5 separate regions of the Mus musculus genome follow, and regions 1, 2, 4 and 5 are each linked to region 3. A link is a contact called in public promoter capture Hi-C data. All regions are on one chromosome and are shown on one strand. The core of a region is the stretch at or near the end of the contact, and the rest is flanking DNA. Distances in the headings are between cores, read along the strand shown. Region 1 overlaps Vps4b (vacuolar protein sorting 4B). Region 2 has its middle 25 kb from the start of Vps4b. Region 3 holds the start of Pign (phosphatidylinositol glycan anchor biosynthesis, class N). Region 4 holds the start of Serpinb7 (serine (or cysteine) peptidase inhibitor, clade B, member 7). Region 5 overlaps Bcl2 (B cell leukemia/lymphoma 2).

Region 1 (5,106 bases), core at 1,545-4,044, 1.1 Mb after region 3:
GTTTTGCTGGAAATAATCTGAATGTCATCCAAGAAAGGCAAAATACCTACAAAAGAGAAGAAATGCAGCATAAACATGTTCTTGCTGTCTTTGTGTTAGCCTTCCTGGCCAAAATCTTCTGTAAACTTCTTCAGCTTCAACAAGTCCTGCTCATTGACTGTTGGCTTTGTGCTGGACAGGGACCGCAGCATATCCCACTGTCAGAGAAAGGAAAGAGGTCATTAACAATGGACTCAATACAGTATAAATGTCCTTCTTCGTTGTGAATTTACAGTTGCCTAGGAAAATGTGCTGTGTTATGAGCTCCTAGCAGCAACTTCCTCCTCGTTACCTACCATGCTCACTACCTCCTACAAAGACAGGCCATAGTCCAGCCACCATCTCACTCCTGGTCTAACTCTTTATCTTCAACAAGAGGTCTATTTCACACCAAGTGTAACCCAGAAGAAAAATGGTAATTGCACAAGCAATTGATAATTTAGCACAGTCTCTGTGGAATTCTGTAACTGAAGTATCGAATTCTGAAAGTCAAGACTATTAGCATTCAATAATAGTAAAACCCTCTACATTATTCTAATCCTTCTGATGAAAACTATAAACTGCATTTTGTAGTAGTATCACTATATTCCTTTTTAAATTGTACTCCTTATTACTACAAAAATATATTTCTATAAGTCACTTGGTTGTACTTAAATGGAACAGCAATGAGAATATTTTTTAAAGTTAAAACTAAGAGTGAAATGGTGAAAATACACTAACATCAGAAAGTCATTAAAATGAACGTTTCCTATAAAATTACATCACAAATGAAAAAAGGAACCACTGTAAGTTACTCTGAATTCTTCAAATCAGGACAGAACATAAAACTTACAACAATAATCTCATCTGGAAGTACTGCAGTAAGCGGGACTTCTGAGTACTCAGACAAGCACTGAGTCTGTGTCCCTATACAGACACACACACACAGCAGACTATGTCTGCTCACTAGCACATCAGTCTCCTCTCTTAATGCTCCTGTCCAACCTACCACAAAGCACTCTGAAAACTGGCAGCTAAGGCCAAAGCTGTTTGACACTGGGTGTTCACCAGTAACCAAGCAGATTTCTGCAGCACCACACTTCTATAAAGATACACCTTACAAAATAAACCGTGAAGTTACTTTAATTTCTACAATGTAAATGTACACACAATAAAAAAAAATGTTCCCAAAGTCTTATACAGTATTTGAGAAAAAGGTTAATGTTTTCAATTAAAAATTTAAAGAACTCCATGATTTAAACTTTCTATGCAGCCTAAGAAAGTAAAACAAAACAATACTATTTATCAATACTATCACACAAGAGTTGATGTTTCTGGTTATTTTTAAACATGTGCGATTCAGGACAAAACTCATATTTTAATTAAGCCCTAACAATATTTTGTGCAATATATGTGAGAATTTTGTGGATGACTTAAGTCAGAGCAAATTGTGCTTTCAAAATACAACCTTTTCATTAACACAAGTCTCACACCTTTAGATAACTATTTTTACATGTAAACAAAATTAATACTTACAATTCTCTTCAAGTATTAAATACATGAGCTTGATCATAACATTCTCTAGTGCTATAGAAACGAAATGACATATAAGTGTATAAAATTTTAAAATGTCCCACCATGGAAACAACTGGCTCCAAGAGTTTATCTCCAGGAACATCCATCCATGTCATTTCAATAGCCCCAGGGTCTCCCGGAGAGCAGGGTGTCAGCAGGTCATTTACAATGCAGTTAGGATCAGCTCTTGAGGGTCCTCGAACCTGTAATGATAGTGACTTGATTTCATCTGAGTAAATGAAATAAGAATTAAGATTCCGGTCACTATCAGAAAAGTTAAAAATATTGCTACATCCACTCCAGCAGTGACAAGCGCGACAGGCCCCCAAAACCTGGGCACCGTTCCAAGGCGAAAAGTTCATGGAAACGACCCTTGACCCTGGCTTCTAAGATTAAGTGGACCTTAGGTGGAACTGTTTTTGATCCCAGTTGTTAAACACTGAATTTTATCCCAGTTGGTTCTTGCCAGTCCTTCCATGTTTGCATTCCTCTGTTTTGTATAAGAATCCGGTAATCTCATTTGTACCTGGCCGATATGTCACCTAACTTCCCTATTTTCTGTATAAAAAGTCTGATGCTTGATTTGTCAAATTGCATTCAGATTCTACAGAATCTCGTGTGTCGCTTCTGTTTGTCATTCATTCACTGACTCCTTGTCCACCTGCAACTAGAGACCCATTCCATGCAGATAGGAAACCCAAAAAGGGGATAGTCTTCGGCAAAATACATTAATTTTTAGATTGTATTTAAAATATTTACTCTAGGAAAAATAGAATATATAAGGAAAAATAAACTAGGGTTAAAAAGAAAAGTTTTGAAAAAGAAACAGCTCCTTCTAGCTACCCTATTCTTCCTGTAATGCTTATTAAGTGGTAGTTACATTATAGATCAAAACAAACATTACAAAACTCTCCCAAGTTGCTCTTTTCCATGCCTGAAAGAAAGCTTGAGATATTGTGTAGGATTAGTCTTAAATTACTCAATCTTTAGGTCTCTCTCTTAACAAAAACTTGAGAATCCCATGTGTGCTGGTTTAAATGAGGACGGCTCCCACAGTCTCACACATTTGAAGGTTTGGTCTCCAGGTGGCCGAGGGCTTAGGAAGGATTAGGAGGTATGGCCTTGTTGGAAAAGTGTGTCATTGAGCTTTGACTTGGAGGTTTCAAAAGCCCAGGTCACACTCTCTCTGCCTGACACTTGCCAATAAAAAAAAGTAAGCTCTCAGTTACTGCTCCAGTGCCGTGCCTGTCTGCCTCCTGCCATGCTACCTACCATGATGGTCATGGAATTACCATCTAAAAAATACAAGCAAGCTTTCAGTTAAACGTTTTCTTTTATAAGCTGTCTTGGCCTTGGTCATGGTGTCTCTTCAGAGCATAGAAAAGAAACTAAGAAGACATATACATACTATGCTAGTTGGCTTTTTGTCAACTTGACAGGAGGGAGAATCATGTGTGAAGAAGGGATCTCTATTGAGAAAAATGCTTTTATCAGATGGCCTACAGGCAAGTCCATGGATCCTTTCTTGATTATGACTTGCGTGGGGAGATCCAGCCCACTGTGGGTGATATCACCTCTGTACTGGATGTCCTGTGTTTCTAGAAAGGAGTGCCACTGAGCAGCACTCCTCCATGTCTCTGCATCAGTTTCTGTTTCTAGGTTCCTGCTCTGACTTCTCTTTACCATGGAGTATCATCAGCCTGTAAGCCAAATAAACAAACCCTGTCCTCCCCAGACTGCTTTTGGTTATATTGTTTCATCACAGCAATATAAAACTAGGACAGAAATAAAATTACATGCTTAATAATGTCTATGTGATTTCATGAAATGTAACTTAGTTAAAGCAAGATTTTAGCAATATCTAGAAAACAACCCTTTGTTACAAAGTAGCATATATTTATTTAGGTGGTTGCTTTCAAGTCTATTTCATGATGATCACCTTTATTTCAAGACTGAATAGGTGTAAAATATACCCTGGCTTCCTTAACTGTGTACAAACCTACTGTGTACACACTCACACTTAAGTTTATATCTATATTTTTTTCTCAACTGCATGAGACCAGGGATTTTTGTCTTTGTTTTTGGCTGATTACATCCTGACTGACTCTGGGCTCAGACTTACTATGTTAGATAACTGAAATAAACAGGCAAATACGTCTGTTCTTTTAGTTGTAACAGTTTCAAAAGTGGAAGGATGGAAACATGGGAATATCTACTGCAGATGGTGATCCAAAACCCTAGTGTTAAAGCTAATTAGATTATAAAGAACACTATCCATGTGTGATGCAGATATCACAGTGAAGCCACTAATCTGTACAATTAAGATACATTACTAATTATGGTTTTTAAAAATTATGCTTGCTTTAGCCTTTATGATATTAAGACCTGGCTTCATGTTCACATATGAGGTCCCTGGTACCAAAATGTAGAAATGAGTGACAAATTCTAGGTAAGAAAAGTCTAAGGTCCTAAGAATTTATTTTCTAAGTGCAAAGGGAATTAAAAAGAAAATATGATGGCTATGGCATATATTTAATCCTGAACCACATTTCTCTCTAACAAGCTGCTACTGTACAAAAGCACTACACGTTAGTGAGGAAATGGCTGAGAAGAACACACAGTGAATAGTCAGCTACTATCATTAGTGTTGTGTGTAAACATTATCTCACAAGATCCTTACAATAATTCTTCAAAGAGTGCTATCTCCATTTAAGAAACAACAACAAGAATTACATAGTAAGACTATAATCTTCTCATCAACTGGTACCCGAATCAGATAGCTCAATTCATTCATATGGGAAAGGCAGAAAAGGCTGACAATCCTGACTTCAGATTCTGAAATACACTCCATCATACCTTTGCCCCTGTGAACTACAATACACAGAATTGTGTGTGTTAGCACCCAAGTTTCAGATTCACTGCTAACACTGTACCTCTTGTTTCCTCTCTGACACAGTGCTGGACAGTGTGGACAGAGAAAGGCCAGGCTAAGCATGTACTGGATCTACTTTTATGATGTGGTGAAAATGTAGCAGATTTTGCTCCCAATTGCTCTGGCTATGCTCAAAGCAGCCTCTCATCCATGTGAGCTGTTGCACTTGCACCAGAATGACTCAGAAATGCCTCACATTACTTCTTAAAAAAACACAATCTTTAGGACCATAAATAATGTTCACTGGAGAAAATATTTTCAATGCAGCAGGAATATATTTATTACATTATCATACAACACTGAAGCCATTTCAGCTTCTTTGGAAAATAAGCCAGGGACAGTCCTGAAGTTTCACTTAAAAAGTACACGACAGGGTCAAGTAATGCTTCTTACCTTTTTGAAGTGAGTAGCTGACTGAACTTTTCTCACAGGCTGCATAAGTGCATCCCGTACAATGATACTTATATCTGCTCCTGAATAGCCATCCGTCTTCCTCCCAAGTTCTTGGAAGTCTGCTTCTGTGAGGCTGTTCTGAGTGCTGCCCAAGTGCAGTCTAAACATGGCTGCTCGGGCATGGGCTT
Region 2 (5,596 bases), core at 1,831-4,330, 1.2 Mb after region 3:
ATTTGTAAGGCTCTTGGTTGCATCCCAGCACTGCCAAAAGAACAAACCAAGTGAGACAAACTAATTCCAATGATATTCACCCAATTTCACCTAATGTTACCAGAGCATTATCGTCCCAACATTGTGTCACAATAAGAAGAGAGAAGTTATTTACACTCTTAGGCTGTAGAGACTTCTCCACATGGCCCATCTCAGTGAAGACTAGCCACATCCAGGTGGTCAGTAGTCCCTGGGGCTAGCAGCCACCATATTGGACAGTGTAGAACTTAGCATAGCAAGGGCAGGGTGCAAGGCATACCCCATTCATAGGTTTACAACTTACCATCCACATTTCACATTGGTCCAAAGTCAAGCTAGAAATGGCCCACCATCCATTGATACACTGGCTTCCGAGAACCTAAAGTTTGATGTATCATTGTTGGTGGAGCGAGAGTTCAATCATGGATCTGGAAGGTGTGTGACGTTACCTACTCAGAGTCTTAAGCAGTCAAGCTTCTGTTTTCTCTTGTTTTTATGATGCTTGGACTACTACACAGTGCCTCCTGCATTCTGCAGAGGAGCTCTGTTGCTGAGCTACATCCCAGACATTCACGTTCTGGGCCAGTCATTGCATTTGTGGAAACTGAAGCATGTGATCACGAGTAAAACCATGGCTTTGGGAATCAGGTACCTGTCTGCTGGATGGGCCTACATTTCTCTTTCCAAAGCCTCCCCATGGTTGCAGCCAGCAGCCACAGCCTTTGCATAAATGAAATAAAGTATATAGTGGATTAAAATAAATATAATGAAGCTAGTTATGTTTCTTATTGATCTTGAAGATCTTTTTCTCTCAAGGCCTTTTGTTGAGTCTAATTAAAAGAAACTGTAGGAATTATTTTTGTCTACTAACCCGGACGTAGACTTTAACTAAGTTGGAAGTTACACATGCAGGAGACTTCCAGCTATGGTTGTTCAATATGCTCTTGTCATATTTGGAAAAGTAGTTGCACGCATCCACCTGTAAAAGGGCTTCTTTTTTAACAGTATGCCATCCACATAGAATGAATATCGTACCACTTCCGAAGACTTATTTGACTTATAATGTGTGGGCACAGAGACCCGAGGCTCCTTCTGGAGTTGAGCTGGTGTTATAGGTAAACTGCTCACACTCTCCCTTCCCCTACCCTACTCCTCCCTTCATGACATCCCTCAACCCATGGAGATGCTGAAACTTGGGTCTTCTGTTAGAGAAGCACACACTCTTAAATGTTGAGCCATCTCTTCAGCCTTGCCACCTTCAAAGTAAAGCTTTTAGGTAATTGCTTTTGGCTTTTCCTAGTCTTCTCAGGGTCGCCTGAGTTGTGTGGCTTCCTTCTCTCTACCTCTCCTCTTCTCTGAGTGTCTTTCATCACATTTGACCAGTTGCCATAGAACTTTCATGTGTCCAAATGACATGCTCTGTTTCTGCCTGTGGGTAATTAAATTCCAGCCATCACTTACTTCAGCAGTCCTCAACCTGTGGGTAGTAATATCCGCATATCAGATATTTACATTAGAATTCATAACAGTAGCAGAATTGCAGTTATGAAGTAGCTACAAAAATAATTTTATGGTTGGGGGTTACCACAATATGAGGAACTATATTACAGGTCACAGCATGAGCAAGGTTGAGAACTGCTGAGCTACTCACTGTTCATTCTGGATGGGAAGGATTTGGCTATTTTCCTTCCCAGCCTGCCTCTTCCACGTTCTCACCCTTCCTCCTGTCCCGCAGGCCTGCTCCTTCCATGTGCTTACACAAATGCATGCATCTTCTGGTCCTACTACTCTCCTATGATAAACTGCAACCATCTGCTTTCTTGGTTTATGACTGGACTGATGAGTGCTAAAAGAACTATAAATTAGGTGAGATAGGCAAGGAGTTAAAGGAATTATACATTAGGGAGTTTGTAGGTGCCTTTTCAAGCAAGCCACAGAATGCCAATAGCCAGTAAAGCTACTCTACCAAATTTCATCATAGACTTTCATGCCAGGTTACCATCGCTCCACACTTACGAGGGTAACTTTTATTTTATTTATTTTTTTAGAATTTCATACAAGAATGCCATATTTATATAATTTCCACACCTCCCTTCTCTCTTCTATTCCCCACCCCCTTTAAAGTTCATGACCTCTTCCTCAATTATTGTTTTACACACACATACAGACAGTCCATTCTGAGTGTTCACAGAGAGCTAGAGCTGCTCAGAATGAAGACGGGAGCATGGGGGAGAGGAACGGTCAGGGCCAGGGTATTGCATCTAGAATGCTTGGGAGGCAGAACTGGAAGGCACAGGAGCTGAACCCAGCTGGGAGATGGAGGATTCAGGGCAAAACAAGACTTACCTTCTGTCCTGTGGATGGTTTGTATTGCAAGCCTAAAATGATTTCTATTCTTTTTTTTCCCATGTATTCAATTAAGGGAATTGAGGTTGAAAACCTGCGTGGTTACAATTATTTGCTTTCATTATTGAGTAGTAAATGTTCTTTCAACTTTGAATAAATGCCTAGACACTCGACAATACAATAAAAACACACAGTACCTTACAGGAACTTCACTCTCCCCCAGTTCCCAGTCTTGATTGTCTGTTGGGCCAACCTGAGTAATTTCTCTGAAAGTGCTGTCAGAATGAGATAGCAATTATGTCACTCATTGGCAATAAACAGCTAGGGAGCCATCACCGAGAGGAAGTTTAAAAGAGTCTCCTGGGAATTACGTTGTTCTGCTTTAGTTCTGTGAGATGTAAATGGATCTCTAAAAATGTGTGCTTATGTGCTTTTTCTCTCTTATTGCAACATAAAATGTATCCCTGAGGTAAGGCCCATGCCATGATGACAGATTCAAGTATTCACAATTTATTCCTCAGGGTTAGGATTCAGTAACTTAGAGTGGCCAAGGACCTGAAATATCAACTATTTTTAAGTGTCCCATAATTCTTCCCCTTTTTTTCCCCAAAGTATGAGTCTCTCAAGATTTACCAAAGATAGAGTGTGGGCGCTGTGTAACAGAGAGGCATTCATTCTTGGAGACTGGCCTACTGAGATGCTCATGTAGGGGCCTGTTAGGGTTGCCATTTTGGAAACAAACTCTACTTGGAACTATGCCCAGTCCCTGGGCAGAGAACCTGTCCAATTCCATTTGCATTACGCAGCCAAATGTCTTGTCTGGTGAGGAAATCAATGAACTTCTTAGATATTTATGGGGCTAGGTTTGACTGGGTAAAGAGGAACGACAGCCTAGAAAAAGAGGTGCAAACCCTCACTGGTATTTATTAGGAAAAAACACCTTTTGGTAATGTAAAAATTCTAAATTATGGAATATTTCAATGATATTTAAAAATGATTATATATAGCAAACTAAAATTCCTATGATTATTCATCAACTAAATGAGAAGACATATTTTCTTACCCCCATATTAAAATACATATAAATAAAAAATGATTTGAACTCCCTTTTAAAAAGATTTATTTTTATTTATGTGTATATGTTTGTGTTTGTGTGTAGGTATGTACACTGTAGGTGTTCATGGCAGCCAGAAGACTGTGTCAGATCCCTTGGAGCTGGAGTTACAGGTGATTGGATGCTTCTTACTGTGGGTGCTGGTAACCAAACTGAGGTTGTCTAGGAGAGCAGTAATCACTCCTGGCCCTGAAGTCCTCTCTCCAGACCATATTTTCTATTCTAAGCAAATATAAATCAGTACTATGGATGTGTGAAAATAAATTTCAAAATAGTGACTACAGTGGTTTGAAAAGGCTTGGCTCATAGGAAGTGGCACTGTTGGGAGGTATGGTCTTGTTGGAGGTAGTGTCATTATCAGGGTAGGCTTTGAGATCCTCCTAGCTGACAGTCTTCTAGATGTAGAACTCTTAGCTCCTTTTCCACTGCCATGCCTGCCTGGATGCTCCCATGATTTTGCCTTGATGATAATGGACTGAACCTCTGAACCTATAAGCTATCCCCAATGAAATGTTTTCCTTTATAAGAGTTGCCTTGGTCATGGTGTCTGTTCACAGCAATGGGCAGCCTAACTAAGACAGCTATGTTGAAATCAATGAAGACCTGTGGCCTATTAATAATGTGATTATGGAGTGCTGGAGAGATGACTCAGCGGTTAAGAGCACTGACTGCTCTTCCCAAGGTCCTGAGTTCAAATCCCAGCAACCACATGTTGGCTCACGATCACCCGTAATGAGATCTGATGCCCTTTTCTGGTGTGTTTGAAGAGAGCTACAATGTACTTAAAATAAAAATAAGCCTTAAAAAAATTATGTGATTGTGGCTTCAACTGTACAGTGAGAGTTGCTGCCCTAATGTTTCTGAAAGGGCATTTGAGAGTTCATTTATCTGCAGGGAACTGTGAATTCAAGGAGCTTCACTATGTACTCTATTGATGATATACTCGACAATAGTAACTGACTGATAGGCAGGACCAGAACCAGACCAGTGAAAAACAAGCTGTGAAGTCTTTCTGCTTGGATCTGGAAGATGGCAGTCTGTGATTTCTGATAATGAGTGCTGTGACGTGTGATCGAGGGTGATGGTGCGGGATGCACACCCTCTTTGAAAAAGTGGCTAATGACCTATTATTGTGATGAGTTTTATTTTTTATTTTTATTTTTTATTATTAGGTATTTTCCTCGTTTACATTTTCAATGCTATCCCAAAGGTCCCCCATACCCACCCGCCCCAATCCCCTACCCACCCACTCCCCCTTTTTGGCCCTGGCGTTCCCCTGTACTGGGGCATATAAAGTTTGCAAGTCCAATGGGCCTCTCTTTGCAGTGATGGCCGACTAGGCCATCTTTTGATACATATGCAGCTAGAGTCAAGAGCTCAGGGGTACTGGTTAGTTCATAATGTTGTTCCACCTATAGGGTTGCAGATCCCTTTAGCTCCTTGAGTACTTTCTCTAGCTCCTCCATTGGGGGCCCTGTGATCCATCCAATAGCTGACTGTGAGCATCCACTTCTGTGTTTGCTAGGCCCCGGCATAGTCTGTGATGAGTTTTATGATCAGGTTGGTCCCAGCTTGGTGGAGGAGAACATCTGTGTGATGATTTCTGTGCCCCATTTCACCTCTATTCTTTTTTAAGATACTTTTTGGCTTTTCGAAGATTATCTGTTCTTAACCTCACTGGTTTCTTCACTATTCATTTCTTCTGAATCTCTTTGTAGAGATTGATACGTTCGTTACTCGTTGGCACAGGTTTCTTCTCTCATAGGTCCTCTCAGCAAGCACAACAAGAAATATATGTATGTACACATTTTAATTTGTGGATATCCCCATATCAACCAAGCTATTGAAAACCTGCAATGCAGTACCATGGAGAGAATCCTACTGCTTCTATAAAGATTGTCATGAGCCATGCTGTGTTATCTACGGTGTGCTGTGAAGATTGATCCTATAAAGTATGCCCTCTGTTGCTGAGCATCCCAAGTTACTTTTCATCAAACCTCATGTGGGATGTTGAAGGTGAGAAGATGCGATTGATTGTGTTAAGGGCCCTGTTACTGTGCTTTGGACAGTGTCAACGCACCGTTCCCTTATCTCTCCTCCTTCCACTCTTCCTTTCTT
Region 3 (5,871 bases), core at 2,863-5,362:
TCTATTTTTATGGAGGCAAACACATTTGTATACTTTTTAAAAAATAGATATTAACATTTAAAAATGTTTTATTACATTTTGTGTTTGTTCGTGCATGTATGCATGCTTGTGTGTATATATGTGCAACTATGTGTGCTTTTGTGTGTGCAACATATGCATGTCATTGCACAAATGTGGAGATCAGAAGGCAATGCTGGGACCAAACACTGGTCTTCAGGTTTAGCAGCAATGCCTTTACCTACGGAGTCATCTTGTGGGCCCCAGCATTCGCTTTTCCTTGAACATACATTATTATTCTCTTAAAAACAAACTCCTCCCATATATCATGTCCCATTACCACATTTTTCCCTAAAATGAATCTTGACTAACAAATCCTAAACTGGAAAACACTGATGTAGTTTTTGTCTTCAATTTTTGACTACTAATAGCATCTATGTGATTAAATACAATAATATCTGTGGAGCTTTGGATTTAGCTCAGTGGTAGATTTATGGGTTTATTCATAACTGACTTTGATGATTTAATGTCTGCCTTTGTCATTTCACTATAATTCAAAGACAGCAGAAAAGGTCATCATCCGCATCCATCACATTACTATGCAATGATCATGTTTGCTCAAATCTAGGATTACATTTCAATGGCAATATGTGAAATAGTCACTAGAGGTCGCCTTGCTTCTCTCTTTGGGTTTCCTGGATAAGGTGTGTTAAGCTTCAAAGATACTTTCAAAATAAACCCCCAAACGCCAATGTTTTATGATTAAGTAATTTATTATATATGAAGGAAGTTACAGTAATTTGAAGTATGACTATTCACATACACTATCACATTTTCTCCAGCAATATAACTTTTTTTCATAAATGTAATCACTTCTTATTCACAATTATTAAAAAAGAAAACTTCACTAACATAGTTGTTTGGAAACTTCCAAAAACTTCCAAAAAAGTGCATAACTATTAAAACTTAAAACACACCTATGCATTTGCCTATACAAATATAGTTTATATCCGTGAGATATACACCACAATAAATTAAAAACTAACAAAGTATTAGAAAATATCAAACACTAAATCAAACAAACTTTGCATTTATATTATTTGTGGTTATTTAGGACTATGGAATTCTAAAATAATTTTAATATATAAATGATTTAAGTATTTAGGAGAAAAACCCTATCTTTTCTATTTTTATTGTTAAGAGACAAACTTCAATGACTATCCTTACTTATTCAGGTAAGATGTCAGCCCTAAAGACTTTGACCTAGGTCAGTCTTCCAAAGAAGAAAGACATTTTCCAACAACTATTAATAAATTATAAGTAGAGGGCAGAATTTCTTAATATCCCAGTGTGTGCATTAAAACTATTCAAGCATGATACTGAGAGGCAAAGTACCCTATGGGAAGATGGTTCAGCTGATTTGTTGAGAACTTGCAGTTAGACAAACAAGCCCTTAGTTATAGGATAGGAACTAGAAGCACTCCAGATGGTAGGTCAGCCACTAAACTCTACTTTCAACTTAAGACTCAAAGGCAAACCTTTTAAACCTATTTTTAATTTGTGCTTTCAAATTCAGTCCCTAAATTCATGCTGCTGCCTCTTTTTGCCCTACTGACATAACTTTCACAGGCTCTGCTAGTCATTGATACCCGTGTTTCAAAAACCTGCCAAATGTCCTCAGTATCCAGTATTTCATTGATTAACTGACTGTACTGGCTGGTTTTGTATGTCAACTTGACATAGGCTGCAGTTATCACAGAGAAAAGAGCTTCAGTTGAGGAAATGCCTCCATAAGATCCAGCTGTGGGGCATTTTCTCAATTAATGATCAAGGGGGAAGGCCCCTTGTGGGTGGGACGATCTCTGGGCTGTTTGTCTTGGGTTCTATAAGAGAGCAGGCTGAGCAAGCCAGGGGAAGCAAGCCAGTAAAGAACATCCCTCCATGGTCTCTGCATCAGCTCCTGCTTTCTGACCTGCTTGAGTTCCAGTCCTGACTTCCTTTGGTGATAAACAGCAATGTGGAAGTGTAAGGCGAATAAACCCTCTCCTCCCTAACTTGCTTCTTGGTCATGATGTTTGTGCAGGAATAGAAACCCTAACTAAGACACTGACCACACTAACATTTGCTGCCAACCAGCTACCAGGCACTGTGGCAAGAACATTCACAATTCTATGTACTTTCATTATCTCTCTGGGCAGATGAATGTAAGAGAAGATGGGAGAATTTAGGTCCAAACATTTTCAACGTCTCACAATAAATGATATGTATATGATGTGCCCTTCTATTATTTTAAGAGCAGTTTTCCTCAGGCACCCTAAAAGTATATTTCTAAGCATCGCCATTACAAAGAAGAAGAAAATACACATTTCTGCTCATGTTTTTCCCATGCCATTCACTAATCCTCCATTCCAAAATTTGGTTACATTTTTAATCTCTTTGACAATATCAAAGTTAGAACTGATACCCCCTTTTGCTAAGAAATGTGAAACATTAAAATATTGCTCATTCTATACTATTGCCATGTTACTGAGGATTTTTTTCCAGATTCATTAATAAATAGCACAGTACAGCATTTAGTCCAACGAATTGGAAGCTAAAAGTCTTATTTAAAAAAAAATCCTTACTACTAACACTATTTTTAAATTGCTTCACAATGTAGCAAGGGTCTTTATGGTCTTTTACTATTTGGGCTAACTTTCTCCCCATCTCCCGGTCTCCTATGCTCATTTAAACCACCCACCCCAACCTCCAGTATTCCCCCTCCCACCTTCATATCACATGTAACATACTTTAAAAGCTCCTGTTAAAAAGCCCAAATAATAACTATATAGTAATACCAACCAAAGAAAGCATTTCAGAGCCTCATTCAAATGAAATTTTAGTTTCCTGTGAGACTGATTAAACTGAAATTAAAACCTACACTTAACTGCTGGGATACTTTACATGTAAACCGGTAACCAGACCTGAGGTCATATAACAATGCTCTATTTTTATTTTCCACAAAGATAAAGGAGATACTTCATTATATATATCAGAGCAGATGGTTAGCACTGTTGGCTATTTATTTTGTTGTCTGTTAGGACCTGGTGTTAATAAGAACTTAATTCTAAAACCAGGAAAAAGTGGCATTCTATGTTTAACAAAATAGAAGATATGAGGGCTAGGAGTCTAATAGCGACAGGGAAACTTCTTATCACCTCAAACTACAATCAAGGAATAGCATAAAGGATAAATGATATTCCAAACCTACGAGTATAGTTATGTGCTAAATGTTTCATAAAGGCCATCAAATCTCTCTACAGAGTACAATTTTTTAAATCGCTAAAATTTGATTGATCCATAAAGAAAACCTCGATTCTAGCCTAAATGGACTTAGCAAGGTTTCAGGGGATTGTGGAAAAGAATGGTTTTGGACAAAAGATAGGTGATACTTGTTCCAACGAATGTGTCCTAGTGCAGTGGACATGACCAGGCCACTGAAGCGGCCCAGACAACTTAGTTGTACTGAAGAGATAGCGCTGATAGTTTGAAAAGTTCCTTTGATGTAAAGTGTATGTTAATTTCCATGGGTTTACATATTACTTAGTTTGTCGTCCAAGACCAGGCTGTTCACAGATGAGTGTAAAGGCATCTCGAAACTCAAATGTTGCAACTTCCGTCCAGGCTCTATCTGCACCCTTCAGCTTTCTAAGTCCTATTCCCGGACGGAGGGGGCGGGAAGGCGCCCTCCTTAACCACAAGGAGGCCATGCCGTCGCCAGATCTCCAGGGGAGAGAGCAGATGGCTGGGAAACTAGGGAAGAGCAAAGAAGCCAGATTCTGACCGCTGCTCAGAGCACTTGCTATCTGGGCGGTGACAGCAAACAGCGACAAAAAACTGAAGCGTGAAGGGAGAAGCGGGCGTGGGAACACCTTAAGTGCAAGGGTCCCGGGACTTTACCTGAGAACTATCCGGCTCAGGCCCAGTCTTGGGAACGGGACCTCCTCAGAACGAAGGCAGGACCCAGGGCGGTGAAAGATGTCGGGAGGGTTCCCTTCAACCCTCAAAAACCACAGCCAAATCGTACCCCTCAGCGACCTCCACCTCTACTGCTCCAGGGAACGCCCCCAACCTGCCCCAGGCCTTCGCTGCTCTCGCGATAACTCTCTGGCCAGGTCCTGTAACTCCAGCCAATCCTCGAGAGCTTGTGGGCGGGGTCTTATGTTTGAGCCTGGAGCGGTTCCTTCGATCTTGCCACTCCAAGGCCAGAGGTGGGTGGGGCTGAGGCGGGGACGGGGCGGGGCGAAGATGGGACCAAGCCAGTTCTCGCGAGACTAGGGACCAGGAAGACGCCTGCAGAGTCGGCTACTGGTGCAGCAGCGGCTGAGACGGGAGGTGCTGCTGCATACCGGGCTCCTGCCTCCCAGTCCGGCCTAGGCTCTAGGTGAGGAGAGGTGCGGTCGGCCTGGGCTGCCTAGGTGGTCGGCGGCTCTCGGGACCTAACGGGGATTCAGGCTGAGGGCCTGTCGGGCCAAGCAGGGAAGCACCCACATTCCTGACAGAATAAGATGGCGGCGATGGCGCCCGGAGGTGGTGGCAGTGGTAGCGGAGTAAATCCTTTCCTCAGTGATTCGGATGAGGACGACGACGAGGTAGCGGCAACCGAGGACCGGCGGGCAGGACTTCGGCTGGGTGCCGGGGTCGGCCTAGATCCTGGTTCTGCAGGCTCCCTGTCGCCACAGGACCCCATGGCCCTGGGAAGCAGCGCGCGGCCGGGGCTCGCTGTGGAGATGTCCGCCGCCCCGGCGGCTCCGGGGGGCAGCGGGGAGACCCCTGCCCGATTGTCAATCGATGCCATCGCCGCTCAGCTGTTGCGCGATCAATACTTGCTGACCGCCCTGGAGCTGCACACCGAGCTGTTGGAGAGCGGCCGCGAGCTACCACGACTGCGCGATTACTTCTCCAATCCTGGCAACTTCGAGAGGCAGAGTGGGACCCCCCCAGGGATGGGGGCGCCCGGGATCCCTGGCGCCTCCATCGTCGGAGGCGCTGGAGGTCGGGAACCGAGTACGACGTCGGGCGGAGGACAGCTCAGTAAGTAGGCGTCGCCTGTCACACCTGCAGATGGGGGATTAGAGTTGGAGTGCAGCTGAAGGGGATTGTGGGCGGGTACTGAGTCTAGGGTCGTCTTGAGAAGGGAGAGTATGTTGAGTGAGATGCGAGGTGTCCTGTGTACTGCAAACAGAAAGATCCTGCTGTAGCTCTTCTTTGCATTGGTTTCCGATCTTTGGCAGGTGTTGTACAGCTCCTGGCTCCCCGTTGGTGTTGGGACCTATAACATCAGGGTTTCCAGTTTATTGAGTATTATGGCACTCTAGAAAGCTTCCTTATTGCCTGGGCATTTTTCTCTAGGCAGTTTTCCTTTTTTCCCCAGGCTGTTGAATCACACTACGAGGAAATAAAATGTTTCTTAGTAATTCTTTGACTCAAGAAAAAGAACAAACAGGAAATGTCAGCCCTCTGTACTGAAGTTCAATCCACTGAAGATCTTTTGTCTTTGCTTTTCCATTATTTTGTATCATTAATATATGCTAATAAAAAGAAGGAAATGAGATGTGTCTGCTTCATAGAATGTTTTCTGTTTGAAATCAGTTTCACTACCCCAATTTCAATAGTATTCCGTATACAGGAAAGCTGTGGAACAAACAGACCAAGGATCTTTTACCAGCTTTCTTTTCAACATAGCACTGGGAAGGATTGTTTTTCTCTGAATAAGTGACTCTCACTTATTTTCTTTTTTTTTCTTTCTTTCTTTTCTTGCTACAATCATTCATTTTTAGCAGAGTAATCACTGGCCTAGTCATTATTTATATATAAGCTTTAATGAGAATTCTC
Region 4 (5,782 bases), core at 860-3,359, 1.8 Mb after region 3:
AGCTCTGCACTCAAGAAAACCTCCTTCCCACTCATGGAGACTAAGGCAACTGTTTCTTCTGAACAGCAGGTCCACTCACAGAAATATTTTCATACATATACCCTTCATGGATTGGGCTTTTGTAGGACATCATACTGTATGCATATTTTAGTGGCAAACATTTAATTTTTAAGCCTCAATTCTACTAGTACCATGGGAGCCTTGTGTCCTGTTGAAGAGAGTTTAGTCACCAAAATAATGGCATCATTGGGGAACTTAGACTATCTTTAGCATGGTTTGGAAATATAATAGGTAAGCTGAGGTATTTTGAAAAGATTTATGCCTCAAAGATGTGGATGAGTCTTTGTAAATGTCCAGCCTTAGAATGATGAAATTCAGAATGCTGAGACCAGGAAGTCCAAGGACCACTGTATTAGATTGGTGAGCCTTATCCTTTTCTCCAACAGTATCTTCTGTGCATCTCAGCCACCTCTTTTTCCTTCTGTTAAACTATCCAGCAGAGGGATATTATTTACTTGGGCTTTAGTAGTGAAATAAAGTACTATCTAAGAATGGACGAAGTCATCAAGACTTTCAATGTAATAATATATTATTCTATAATATATAATATTATAGAATATATAATATATGTTATATCAATGTTATTAATGTTATTATGTTATTAATATAAGTATAATACAATAAATTATTAGTATAGTATATTATATAATACAGTGTTTTTATACACTACTATGTCACTGTAATGAGCATACTATTTAAAAAGGCAAAGTTGTGGTGGGGGTGAAGGTTGAAAGGGGACATTAAAATTATTGGGGCTTAGACTATAGGCAAGATGCTATTTTATATTACATCACCAAATTGAATTATTATTTAATCGATGCAAAATTTAGCCACAAAAATTTAACCTGGTTCAAGGTCACAGCTAGTAGAATTGCCCAGCTGGAATGTAACCCTAGATGTAGTAAATTATTCTTTATTTTATTTCCAGGTTACATATAGTCCAAGCAATGGGAGCCCAGATGCAAACTTGTCATGTGAAACAGCAGTTCATACTTGGCTCACCCCCTGCTTCTTCTCACACTCACTGCCAGCAACAGCACTCAGCTGCTTTGAGCCATGTTTCTTGTCTCTGAATATCTAACCATCATTCAGCTTTGATGCTACTCAGCTTTGAATGAAATTACTCAACTTTGTCTTTTGCTTTTGAGACTATATTTAGATATCTCTTCTCATGAAATCATAGTATATCTCTTGACTATTCTGCTTTTCATAACACTCCCTAAAGCCCCATCTTTTTCCCTTTAGAGGAATATGTCTTACCTTTTATTTACCTCAGTGTTCAGCATTTATCACAACCAAGAGCAACCTATCCCCAGATGCTCTAGCAGTTGTCTTATGGCACATTTCACAGCATGTCTTTGTTTTATGATGTCAATGATGATGACACACATTACCTTTATCTCTGTTTGTTTTCTGTTTTCCTATCACTGACTTATTTCTCTTATGATGATGGCAGCTGCCTTTCCCCATATGTTCAATGTATTAGTCAGAGAAGATATTCATTTTAGAGAATCTTGAATGATCAAAAGTATTCAATATTTGCATTATGCCATACAATTAAAATGAAAGGAATTCTAGAATACAAGGAATAATGTATGAGGTCAACCAGAATCAATAATATAAGCTTGCTTCTCCAGAAAGAGCCAGCTCCCTCATCCTCAGGTACAGATTCCCTGGTTCCCAATTCTGTAGAAAATGAGCCCTTGAAGGGGGGTTACTCTGCTGTCTTCCTTGTTGTCTGCTAAAATTGAAAGGGGAGAGGAATAGAGAAGTCAGCAATATCACAGACGAGCCACTAAGTTTCATGTCATTTATATACATATTTAAAATATATATGCTATAATAATATTAAAATCATTCAATTTCATGAGAACATATCCTGACAACTTTGAATTGAAATTATAGCTCATTACAAATTTTCTTCAATTTGCTTGAGCATAATTTCACTTGAATGGAGTTATCTTTAAACTATTGTGGTCATCACAATAGGAAACAGGGAGTGTCTGAGTCAGAGGCTTTATATTTCAGAGTAATGCAGGGAACTCTTCCAGACTCACCCAACCAGCTGCAACTTCCTCTATGAAGAGAGTAAGGTAAATGCTTCAGATGTCCACGGTGTAAAGCTGAGAGGGAGGGGGTGGAGTGAATCTTCAGTTCTTTTTGGTGCATGAGACATTAAATGCATCAAGCTTTCCGAAAAGTCTTCAGCTCTCTGGCTTATGGCTTCTCCCGATTCGCTTTGACTAGCGTCACAGAGAATGACATTCACCACAGTGTGGGAGATCAGCTATCAGTCAAGATTTTATGTTCATTTTTTTTTCCAAAAGATAAATGGGGAAATATGTATGAATCTAGCTTTTTTATTTTGTGTGTTCCTATTTAGGTCACTCACTATTTGTCGGAATTTACCAATGCTTTAAAATAGAATCAATCATAATGTAAGACAGTCATATGGATAAAACTTCATCAAAGTTAGCACTTTTTAAAATAAATAGAAAGGTTTGAGAATAATTCTGGAGAGCAGTAGTTGTCTTATAATATATTATTTGGAGTACTGTTGACAAAAATTAAATTCCTTTAATAGTTATGCTGTTCTTATATATGATTTAATGCAGTAATTATATAAGCTTTCTGCTAGTAATTAATTATTAGGAGCAATTAATTTTTATTGCATAGTAAAAATTACTCTAAGATTACATATGCTTTTACCATGAAGCCAAACCATATATTTTATCAACCAAGGGCCACAAATCAGAGTCATTGTATTCTATATATTATTGAAGGTGACATATGTAAGTTTTCTTGTGCTTCATTTTAAAAATAATTTCCTTGATACTTTAATTAGATTATTATAGGAAAGCTTTGGTGAAACCTGTATTTTCTTGTCGTTGCTTTACTCTTGTTTTGACACAAATATATTGACACCAGAGGAGAGACAGAAAATGTTGTTAGTGTTGAAACAGTTCACAGCTAACCAAAGCTGTGATTTTTTCATCTGAAATTTCAGAACTAAGAATGTTCATGAGAATTTTCTACTTTGTATTAAGTTTAAAATTAGAAAACGTTTCTTACTATTTTGTAATTTTATATAAAACTTAGTCTATGGAAGAAACAAGAGAATATGGTTTGGGGATTACATTAAGTTTTCCTCTCTGTAGCCAAATTCTTTTGTAATTAAAAAGTTTGTTGTTTGTTGTTTTTGCTTTTGTTTTTGTTTAGTTTTTTTTGTCACAACATGATGGGTGACACTGTAGTGGCATCTTATGTGGCTTGAGCCCAAATTACTTTCCTTTACAACTGTCTTAGTTACATAACTAAGGACCAAGTGTTTGGCATATGTTGATGATTTTCCAAACATTGTTTATTTTTATTGGCAATTTACATATTTATTTTTAAGTTGCTGCAAAGTTTTTATAGGAAGAAGGAAAAATCTTTGGATGCTAATATTTATTCATCTCTCAGCAGGGGACATCATAGCATTATTCCCCTAGTCAGCCTTAAGTAAAGTTGTCTGTTTGCCTATGGAATGCAGGTCTCCTCTACAAAGAGGAGAGGGGCTTGCATTTAATGAACATACAGTACACCAATCAACTATGCAAAATATAATTTTTCTGGAATTTATTTCAACCTGCGTGAGCCTGTTAATGTAAGAGTGATTAAATGTATTTAGGGCTATCCATCATTTTATAAGTTAAGACTTCAAGATTTATTATTGTCTGGGAATGTCTTGGCTCATCGTTTTCTGTAATTACTTTTTATCAGTATGATTTGGATGCCATGAAATCCATCATATTCAATGAAATTAGTTACACTAATTTTTTTAAATGAGAAAATTCCTGTGTTAGTTTTCTTGTCTTTTTGATATAATAACCATTTTGTGAAACATTACCACGTTGACCAAAAGTTTAGAAAAGAAAAGCTTTTATTGTTTGGAATGTAAAGAATAATGTTGAAAACTCAGAAATTATTCTCTCTTTTTTTAACTAAAAAGTGTAAATTAGCAAGACATTTGTAACCAAATGGGAGAATTGGGGTTTAACTTGAAGTAAAATTTAACCTGATAGCCTCCGCTGGCCTAAAACCCTTTTAGTTTCATTTTAATGGCTCAGCCGCCACCATGTCAGTGTGTTAAAATGTTCCCACGGACACAATATTCCTGTGAGCTCTGGATGGAGCTCCTATGTGTTTGCTGTTAAGGTGATTTCTAAGAGCAATCCCATTCATTTGCACTGAGTGTCCACTGCCAACAGGGAGTCCTGAAACTTTTGAAGACAGAGATTCTAAACACATCTTGTAGAAGAAATCCTTATGCTTCTAAAATTAATGAAAAAAAAACCTATCAGTATGTGTTTAATTTTTTGCTTCATATTTTTATTAATTTGGTTCATGATTTTTCAAGTTACAGTTGTAATACTTATTCCTAAGGCCAAAATACAATTCAGTCACATAAAGGCTTAGGGACCATAGATAGTACCAGTGTCACTCAGTGTGCAAGGCTGGCCTGTCGTCACTCACTACCAAACCCATCCAGAGCCCCAATTGTATTTTCATGTTTCTCTTTTGCTATAATGTTTTATTTGTAGTGCCACTTGGAATCACCAGTGTTCTCTGTCCTGGATGAATTGGATAAGATATGAAATCAGTTAAATAATTTCTGGGTAGTTTTATCTAATTTCAATTTTGACATTGCTAGAAAACCCAAAGATTTGTGTACTAAATTACACCATCAGACCAAAATAATGTTTTCCTTCCTTCCCTGACTTACCCTTTGTTGTTGTTCCTCTTCTTCTTTTTGTTGTTGTTGCTGATGTTGAGATAGGGACACATGGTGTAGCACTTGCTAGCCTGGAGTTTACTGTATTGACTAAGCTGGCCTTGAATTCAAAGAAGTCTGCTTGCCTCTACCTCCAGAGTGCTGGGATTTAAAGACCTGAGCTACTGGATCCAGCTTCCTAAATAATTTATAAAAGAACACAGATATTCTTTCTTGGAATAAAGTGTGTGTGTGGTGTGACTGATTTTTTTTTTTGTTTTATTGGATAGTTTATTTATTTACATTTAAAACATTACCCCCTTTCCAGGTTTCTCCTCCGGAAACTCCCTATCCCATCCCCCTCTCCCTGCTTCAATGAGGATGTTCCCCCACCCACCCACCCACTCCTGCCTCCCTGCCTTCCCACTCCCCTACACTGGGGCATTGAGCCTTCACAGGACCAAGGGCCTCTCCTCCAATTGATGCCCTACAAAGCCATCCTCTGCTACATATGAGGATGGAGCCATGGATCCTTCCTTGCCTACTCCTTGGTTGGTGGTTTAGTCCCTGGGAGCTCTGGGGGCTCTGGTTGGTTGATATTGTTCTTCCTATGGGGTTGCAAACCTCTTCACCCCCTTCAGTCCTTTATGTAACTCCTCCATTGGGGACTCCGTGCTCAGTCCAATGTTTGGCTGCAAACATCCCCCTCTGTATTTGTCACCTCTGGCAGAGCCTCTAGGAGTTAGCTATATCAGGCTCCTGTCGCATGCACTTCTTGGCATCCACGATAGTTTCTGAGTTTGGTGACTGTATAAGGGATGGATTCCCAGGTAAGGCAGTCTCTGGATGGCCTTTCCTTCAGTCTCTGCTCCACACTTTCTCTTCGTTTCTGCTTTCGTGAGTATTTTATTCCCCTTTCTAAGAAGGACTTAAGCATCCACACGTTCTTTCTTCTTCTTGAGCTTCCTG
Region 5 (5,646 bases), core at 1,036-3,535, 1.0 Mb after region 3:
ATATCCAAAACCGAGGTGTCAAGCTGGGTTCCAGAAAGGACCACCTAGATCAGAGGACTTGGGATGGGGCTGGACTCGCTTCATGTGTATTGAAATGAAAGGCAGGCGTAGGCAGCACACCACAGATAGTAAAGATTTCACCTGGTCTTCATTCTTCTTGAGTTTCATTTGTTTTGCAAATTGTATCTTGTATCTTGGGTATTCTAAGTTTCTGGGCTAATATCCACTTATCAGTAAGTACATATCATGTGAGTTCTTTTGTGATTGGGTTACCTCGCTCAGAAGAACGAAGATGAAAGTGTGGACACTTTGCTCCTTCTTTGAATTGGGAACAAAACACCCCTGGAAGGAGTTACAGAGACAAAGATTGGAGCTGAGACGAAAGAATGGACCATCTAGAGATGCCATACCTGGGGATCCATGCCATAATCAGCTTCCAAACGCTGACACCATTGCACACACTAGCAAGATTTTGCTGAAAGGACCCTGATATAACTGTCTCTTGCAAGGCTATGCCGGGGCCTAGCAAACACAGAAGTGGATGCTCACAGTCAGCTATTGGATGGATCACAGGGCCCCCAATGGAGGAGCTAGAGAAAGTACCCAAGGAGCTAAAGGGAACTGCAACCCTATAGGTGGAACAACATTATGAACTAACCAGTACCCTCGGAGCTCGTGTCTCTGGCTGCATATTTATCAGAAGATGACCTAGTTGGCCATCAGTGGAAAGAGAGGTCCATTGATCTTGCAAACTTTATATGCCTCGGTACAGGGGAACACCAGGGCCAAGAAGTGGGAGTGGGGGGGGGAGGGGAGTGGGGGGGAGGACTTTTGGGGTAGCATTGGAAATGTAAATGAAGAAAATACCTAAATAAAAAAAAAGATTTGATCTGGTAGAAGAGATGGTGCTTAAAAAATTCTGAAGAAGAATTTTAAGCAAATCTGTTGAAGACATAAGATACACTAGAATAAGGAGGAGCTACAGTGGGCTTATGAAGATCCAAGCTCATGCTAGGACTGGTGGTTGCTGCAGGATAGTGAAAAAGCAGTAGATGCAGAGACATGTCCAGATATGCCAGCAGGCCCTCCTGACTCTGGGACAAGATGCCAGCGGGCCCTCCTGACTCCCTGCATGGGCAGCTAGAGCAACATACAGGCCAGTGCTGAGCCGGGGACATCAGGAATATGGCAGTAACATGAAGAGAAGGTGCTGAGTCTGAGAAAGGTTTTGGGGGGACAATGATGGGTTTAGTGCTGAGCTGAAGAGTTGACAGCATGTTTAATTCCAGTTGCCAACGAGGACGCCAGATAGAAAGGGTCATCAGAAAATAGCATGAACAAGAACGTGCAGAATCAGCTGCAAATAGAGATAATGAATGAAGCTATGGGAGTGGAGGAGACCATTCACAAGAGAGTCAGAGGGAGAATATGGGAAGTCGGGGGAATGAGTCCAAGTAAGTACTGTTCAGGAAACTTCCAAGTCAGTTATCCAGCATATGAAAGTGGAAACGGTGGGGACAGCCAGATGGCTGGGTAGATAAAAGGTTGATGCTGAGTAAGCTTGGTGGCCTGATTTCACTCCCACAACCATGTAAAGAGAGGAGGACAAAATGGACTCTACAAAATGCTTGTCTGACCTCCTCCTGCACACCACGGTACAAGCCCTCCCCTGCACCATGTGTGTTCCCACTCATCCTCATAACAAATGATGATGTTGATGATGAATACTTTAAAACTAGAAAGATAAGCTTCGTTCCCATATGTTTCATAGCGAAAAAGGAATTCCTAAGGCGCCGCTTCAGCTCACTCACAACAAGGGCAGTGGCAGCAGTGCAGTGTGGGAAAAAAGTAAGCGCCAACCCCACGGTGGGAACTTCCTGTGAGAGAGCCAGAGCCATGGAAGGAGCGAACACCGGCTGCCTCCAGGCACAGCTCTCCTCTCCTAAAGCCAGGATGCGCTTCACTGAACAGAGAAAAACAACCCAGCGCTTCAAGGTGAGCCTCTGTTTCATAGAAGGCAATGGAAAAGGGCAAACCTAGTCAGCGCAGATACACAAAGGAGGGCCGAGACCGGCTATGTGTAGGTGGGCGCTTCCTCCACCCACCCGCATCCCACCCGGTTCTTTTCCCAGCTCATTACAGACACATTTCAACGCCTCCGAGGTGTAGATAAAGCTCCTCACATGTACAAACTGAACTTCTCCACAGCAGAGATATAGTCTCTGCACCAACGTTCCCACCTTTGCATGGAACAAAAGCTTCACTTCTGCACTGGCACCCACAGCTGTTTGCCACGAAGAGAAAGCACACACCAGCCTCACTGGCTCTTTGAAGGTACACCATCCTTTTCCTGTGGCCTAATTTAGCTTCAGTTGAAAAGTGTAAAGAAAAAAAAAAGGTCCATAGCACAAGAGTTCCTTAGCAAGAGGAAGCTGATTTCCTCCCAGTATCAGTCCTTTGAGGCACACAGGCATGCTTGGTTTCCACTCGTGTGTCAGTAAATTTCTAAAATGTTCCCAGAATGAATTATTCTTTTGACTGAAGTTCAAGGTTGAAAGTGAAAACAAGCAACAACTTTCTAAAAATCGACATTTTCTTTTACCAAAAAATGATCAATCTTCTTGCTAATCTGGAGAACGTGGGACTATTACCTACTTGGCTATTTGCCCTCACACAGGTGGAGCAACCTCTTGCTCTCCAAGAGAATATTGTGAGCCCTGGACACCAGGAGTCAGAAAGCATCCACTAATCCACAGCCCTGCCCTTGGGGTCATGACCAAGACAGTTAGAGCTGTGGCTGGGAGTTTGCTATTTAATGGAAGAGCACTAATCCAATGTAGAAATACACACATCCTCATCTGCCCAAGCCTGCAGAGGTAAAGCAACGTAGAATTACCTAGTCCGGTTGAAGCTAATTACTTGTCACCCGACCAAACACGGTCCTGTGTACCCATGAGTATTCTCTGGGGTTTTGTAGTTTGTTTTGTTTTGTTTTCAATAAAATGGAAATATTTGCTGAAAGAATATTTTCGGTACATCTCTTTCTTGTGTCAGGAAGATGGAGACAGGACTAGCATCCAGTTGTGCCTTTTCCTGAGGTCTTATATTCTTAGACAAAGGCAAGCTTAGAAGACGGATTATGGTGAGCCAGAAGAGATGGCTCAGCAGTTAAGAGTATGTACCTTGCATAGGACCCATGTTTATTCCCTAGCACTTACACTCACAACTTCCTAAACTCCAGCTCCAGGGGCATCCCATGCCTCCAGCCATCATGGACACCTGTGCATACCCACCTTAGAGTCACACACATACACATAATTTAAAATAATACTTTTAAAAAAGATAGCTTAGGGAAGTGGATACTTGCTTAGAACTGATGTTCCAATGGAGTCCAAGAAGGCTAGAAACTTCTTAGCATGGTTGGGCTCACAAGTCCCATTCTAGATGGTAAAATATACAATTATCCTGGTAATTTAAAATTGTCAATCTAATAGAGTAAAGTAAATATCCAATCAAAACACTGTCAGAAAAGCTTCCATTCTGAGCAATTTAAATTAGGCATTGGATTGTGATAACAGAGAAAGAAAATAATCACGTGTGATGGAGCCAACCAGGTGCTCTGTAAATAGACTGTATGAAACAGTCTTTGGACCGTGTTAACCCTCAGCTCACATAGATGGTTCTTCACTATGAGAACAACATGAAGGGAAGGTGTAGCATTTCACCTGAAGTCTTTGGGTACAACAGGCAAGGAGGCAGGGCTGTCAGCAAGGTTAACTGTAGCACAGAACTCACTAAAGCACCCTCATACTCCTAGGATTAAGGAAGGAATTTAGGGGTTCTCCTGGATGCAGTAAACATATGGATGTCCTTCCCTCTGTTATTGACAAGTCATCTTAGCTAGCTTTCAGCCCAAAGACCTGGAGGCCCCAACCTCTCCCTCTTGAGGACATGCTCTGAGAGAGCAGTGCAGAAGAGTCCTGCAATGCTCAAGCTGGGCAGCGTCAGCCCTCACTCAGTACCGCTAGCCAGAGTCTCAGAGCAGCATCTCCATATCACCCAATAGCAGTGAAGGGAATGAGGTCTAATAGCACATCAACACTCTCCTCCGGCACAGAGCACCATGTCCAGAATGAAATTTTCTCCAAGCCATTAAACATTTTAAACCAAAATGTACTCTGCTCAAACCCTGAACATAAGACTCAGCAAGACTCTCTTTTTCAGCCTTGTGAAGAGAGAGCGGGGTGCTACGCAGAATAACAAAAGTCATGGTTGGAAAATCCTGCACACTGAAGCTGACACCTGCTTCATGTATTCTCGCAAGCAAGTCAAATGACTGCACAGAATTCTTTAGGACCACCCTTCCTGGGTGAAAAGAGATTGAAGAGATGGCCACAAAGCAAAGGTATTACACAAGGCGGTGGATACATGACTGCAATGCACTGAATGTACACTCGCAAAAGAACAACGGACTCTGGAGAAGAGCAACATAAAGATCATCGAACACCCTGGACATTTAGTGGATATGTTTGTCCGGGGGGCATGGAACAAGCATACAGAGAGGAACAGCAGAGGCAATTTTTCCTCTAATACACATTCTAACATAAAAGGGAAGGGGATCAAATGATAGTGGGCAACTTGAAATCTTATTTCATACTTGAAATTGCATTTCCAAATGGAATATGCTTTAATTAGACTTATGGAAATTTCTAGAAACACTTCCTCACCCTACTTCTGATCTTTCCAGGTTCCAATCATGAAATAGTTCATTTTTAGGTCCTTTTAAAGAGCTAACTGGCTCCCAGAGAACTTCACTTTGGTACATTTCATTTATTTATTTCTTTTTCTGAACTCTGGCTTCTGCATTCCCTGTGAAGCATTGTTTACAGAGACGGCAAAGCAAACACCTGTCATTCTTAAAACACGAGGAGTATAATTCAGCACCTTTTCTGTGATCACAGAATGCAATTAATCCTCTGGCTGCCTTGGTATGTAGACCAAACCTTCTGCCACAGTGTTTTGGGATGCTGCCGTCTAGGGTGGCTCTGCCAATCTCTTCATTCCAACAGAAAGCCTGCCAGGCTTCTCCGTGCTAAGCAAAGAATAATGAGGCAGAAGAGGGTGACTAGGGCCTCGCAGAGGGGATGCGCCCCTGAGACTCACTTTCCACAACACAAAGCTACCTTACTATTCAAGTACTTTTGTTGCCCTGAACATAGGAAACTCAATTAAATTAAAATTCCTCTAAGAAGAAATACTGCCTCATCTCTAGCTGAGAAATGTTTTAATCTGTAGAAGTATAGCGTAGATGGAATAGTGGGAGAAATAATTAGAACTCAGAAAATGTTAGGAGATCAGGGTAAGCTCAAAAAAACAAGCAGAGAACCATGCTTTTAGGTCTCACACTCCAACTGCTATGTTTTGGTCTCCGTCATAAAGGAATTCTACATAAGCTTGTGTTCCATCAGGACATGCGAACAGTCCAAGGCAATGGTCACATGAGCCACACATCACTCTGCTAGATGACAGAAGGAAGGGCAGTGAGAGCCAAAAGCTCGCTGCTGTGATTGGTAGCTTATTAGCTTTCTCTTTGTTGATTCTCTAGCCTTCAAAAGTCATGTATTCAAAATGATGAGAGACTCTCTA

The links. Promoter capture Hi-C pulls out the DNA fragments that hold promoters and counts their contacts.
Region 1: a contact with region 3 is called in a promoter capture Hi-C map of liver, with 4 times the contacts expected there. The contact joins the enhancer-like site here to the promoter of Pign in region 3. A contact is called at or near these places in 12 of 39 promoter capture datasets (3T3-L1-derived adipocytes, the C10 cell line, the HPC-7 cell line and 7 more), 3 of 484 Hi-C or Micro-C datasets (CD8 T cells, olfactory sensory neurons and uterus), 8 of 115 datasets of contacts at active chromatin or transcription factors (T-cell acute lymphoblastic leukemia, astrocytes, embryonic stem cells and 3 more) and 1 of 9 other capture datasets (adipose tissue).
Region 2: a promoter capture Hi-C map of pre-B cells shows a contact between it and region 3. The contact joins the enhancer-like site here to the promoter of Pign in region 3. A contact is called at or near these places in 15 of 39 promoter capture datasets (the 3T3-L1 cell line, 3T3-L1-derived adipocytes, the C10 cell line and 10 more), 4 of 115 datasets of contacts at active chromatin or transcription factors (astrocytes, embryonic forebrain, large pre-B cells and 1 more) and 2 of 9 other capture datasets (adipose tissue and liver).
Region 4: a promoter capture Hi-C map of pre-B cells shows a contact between it and region 3, with 2.6 times the contacts expected there. The contact joins the promoter of Serpinb7 here to the promoter of Pign in region 3. A contact is called at or near these places in 2 of 39 promoter capture datasets (the HPC-7 cell line and pre-B cells).
Region 5: a promoter capture Hi-C map of the HPC-7 cell line shows a contact between it and region 3, with 3 times the contacts expected there. The contact joins the enhancer-like site here to the promoter of Pign in region 3. A contact is called at or near these places in 3 of 39 promoter capture datasets (3T3-L1-derived adipocytes, the C10 cell line and the HPC-7 cell line), 1 of 115 datasets of contacts at active chromatin or transcription factors (large pre-B cells) and 1 of 9 other capture datasets (liver).

Annotation. Positions count from the first base shown.
Region 1 is chr1:106,772,352-106,777,457 of GRCm38.p6, forward strand. Vps4b (vacuolar protein sorting 4B) reads right to left here. Exons shown (of 11, transcript NM_009190.2): 9 at 4,919-5,106; 10 at 1,656-1,796; 11 at 1-197. The coding sequence ends at 96. Among named protein-coding and RNA genes, the nearest start is that of Kdsr, 15 kb to the left of the region's middle. Within about 2 kb of position 2,795, at least 6 of the 459 cell types and tissues checked have an H3K27ac peak or open chromatin away from gene starts, as enhancers often do. A contact at or near this core is called in liver, where this site is marked.
Region 2 is chr1:106,819,426-106,825,021 of GRCm38.p6, forward strand. No RefSeq gene overlaps it. Among named protein-coding and RNA genes, the nearest start is that of Vps4b, 25 kb to the left of the region's middle. Within about 2 kb of position 3,081, at least 26 of the 459 cell types and tissues checked have an H3K27ac peak or open chromatin away from gene starts, as enhancers often do. A contact at or near this core is called in adipose tissue, where this site is marked.
Region 3 is chr1:105,659,564-105,665,434 of GRCm38.p6, forward strand. It overlaps Pign (phosphatidylinositol glycan anchor biosynthesis, class N), which reads right to left and starts at 4,113. Exons shown (of 31, transcript NM_013784.3): 1 at 3,937-4,113. Relch (RAB11 binding and LisH domain, coiled-coil and HEAT repeat containing) reads left to right here and starts at 4,298. Exons shown (of 29, transcript NM_173187.4): 1 at 4,298-5,070. The coding sequence starts at 4,545.
Region 4 is chr1:107,420,580-107,426,361 of GRCm38.p6, forward strand. Serpinb7 (serine (or cysteine) peptidase inhibitor, clade B, member 7) reads left to right here and starts at 2,110. Exons shown (of 8, transcript NM_027548.3): 1 at 2,110-2,153.
Region 5 is chr1:106,686,051-106,691,696 of GRCm38.p6, forward strand. The region is part of intron 1 of Bcl2 (B cell leukemia/lymphoma 2); the gene reads right to left. Among named protein-coding and RNA genes, the nearest start is that of Bcl2, 25 kb to the right of the region's middle. Within about 2 kb of position 2,286, at least 64 of the 459 cell types and tissues checked have an H3K27ac peak or open chromatin away from gene starts, as enhancers often do. A contact at or near this core is called in the HPC-7 cell line, where this site is marked.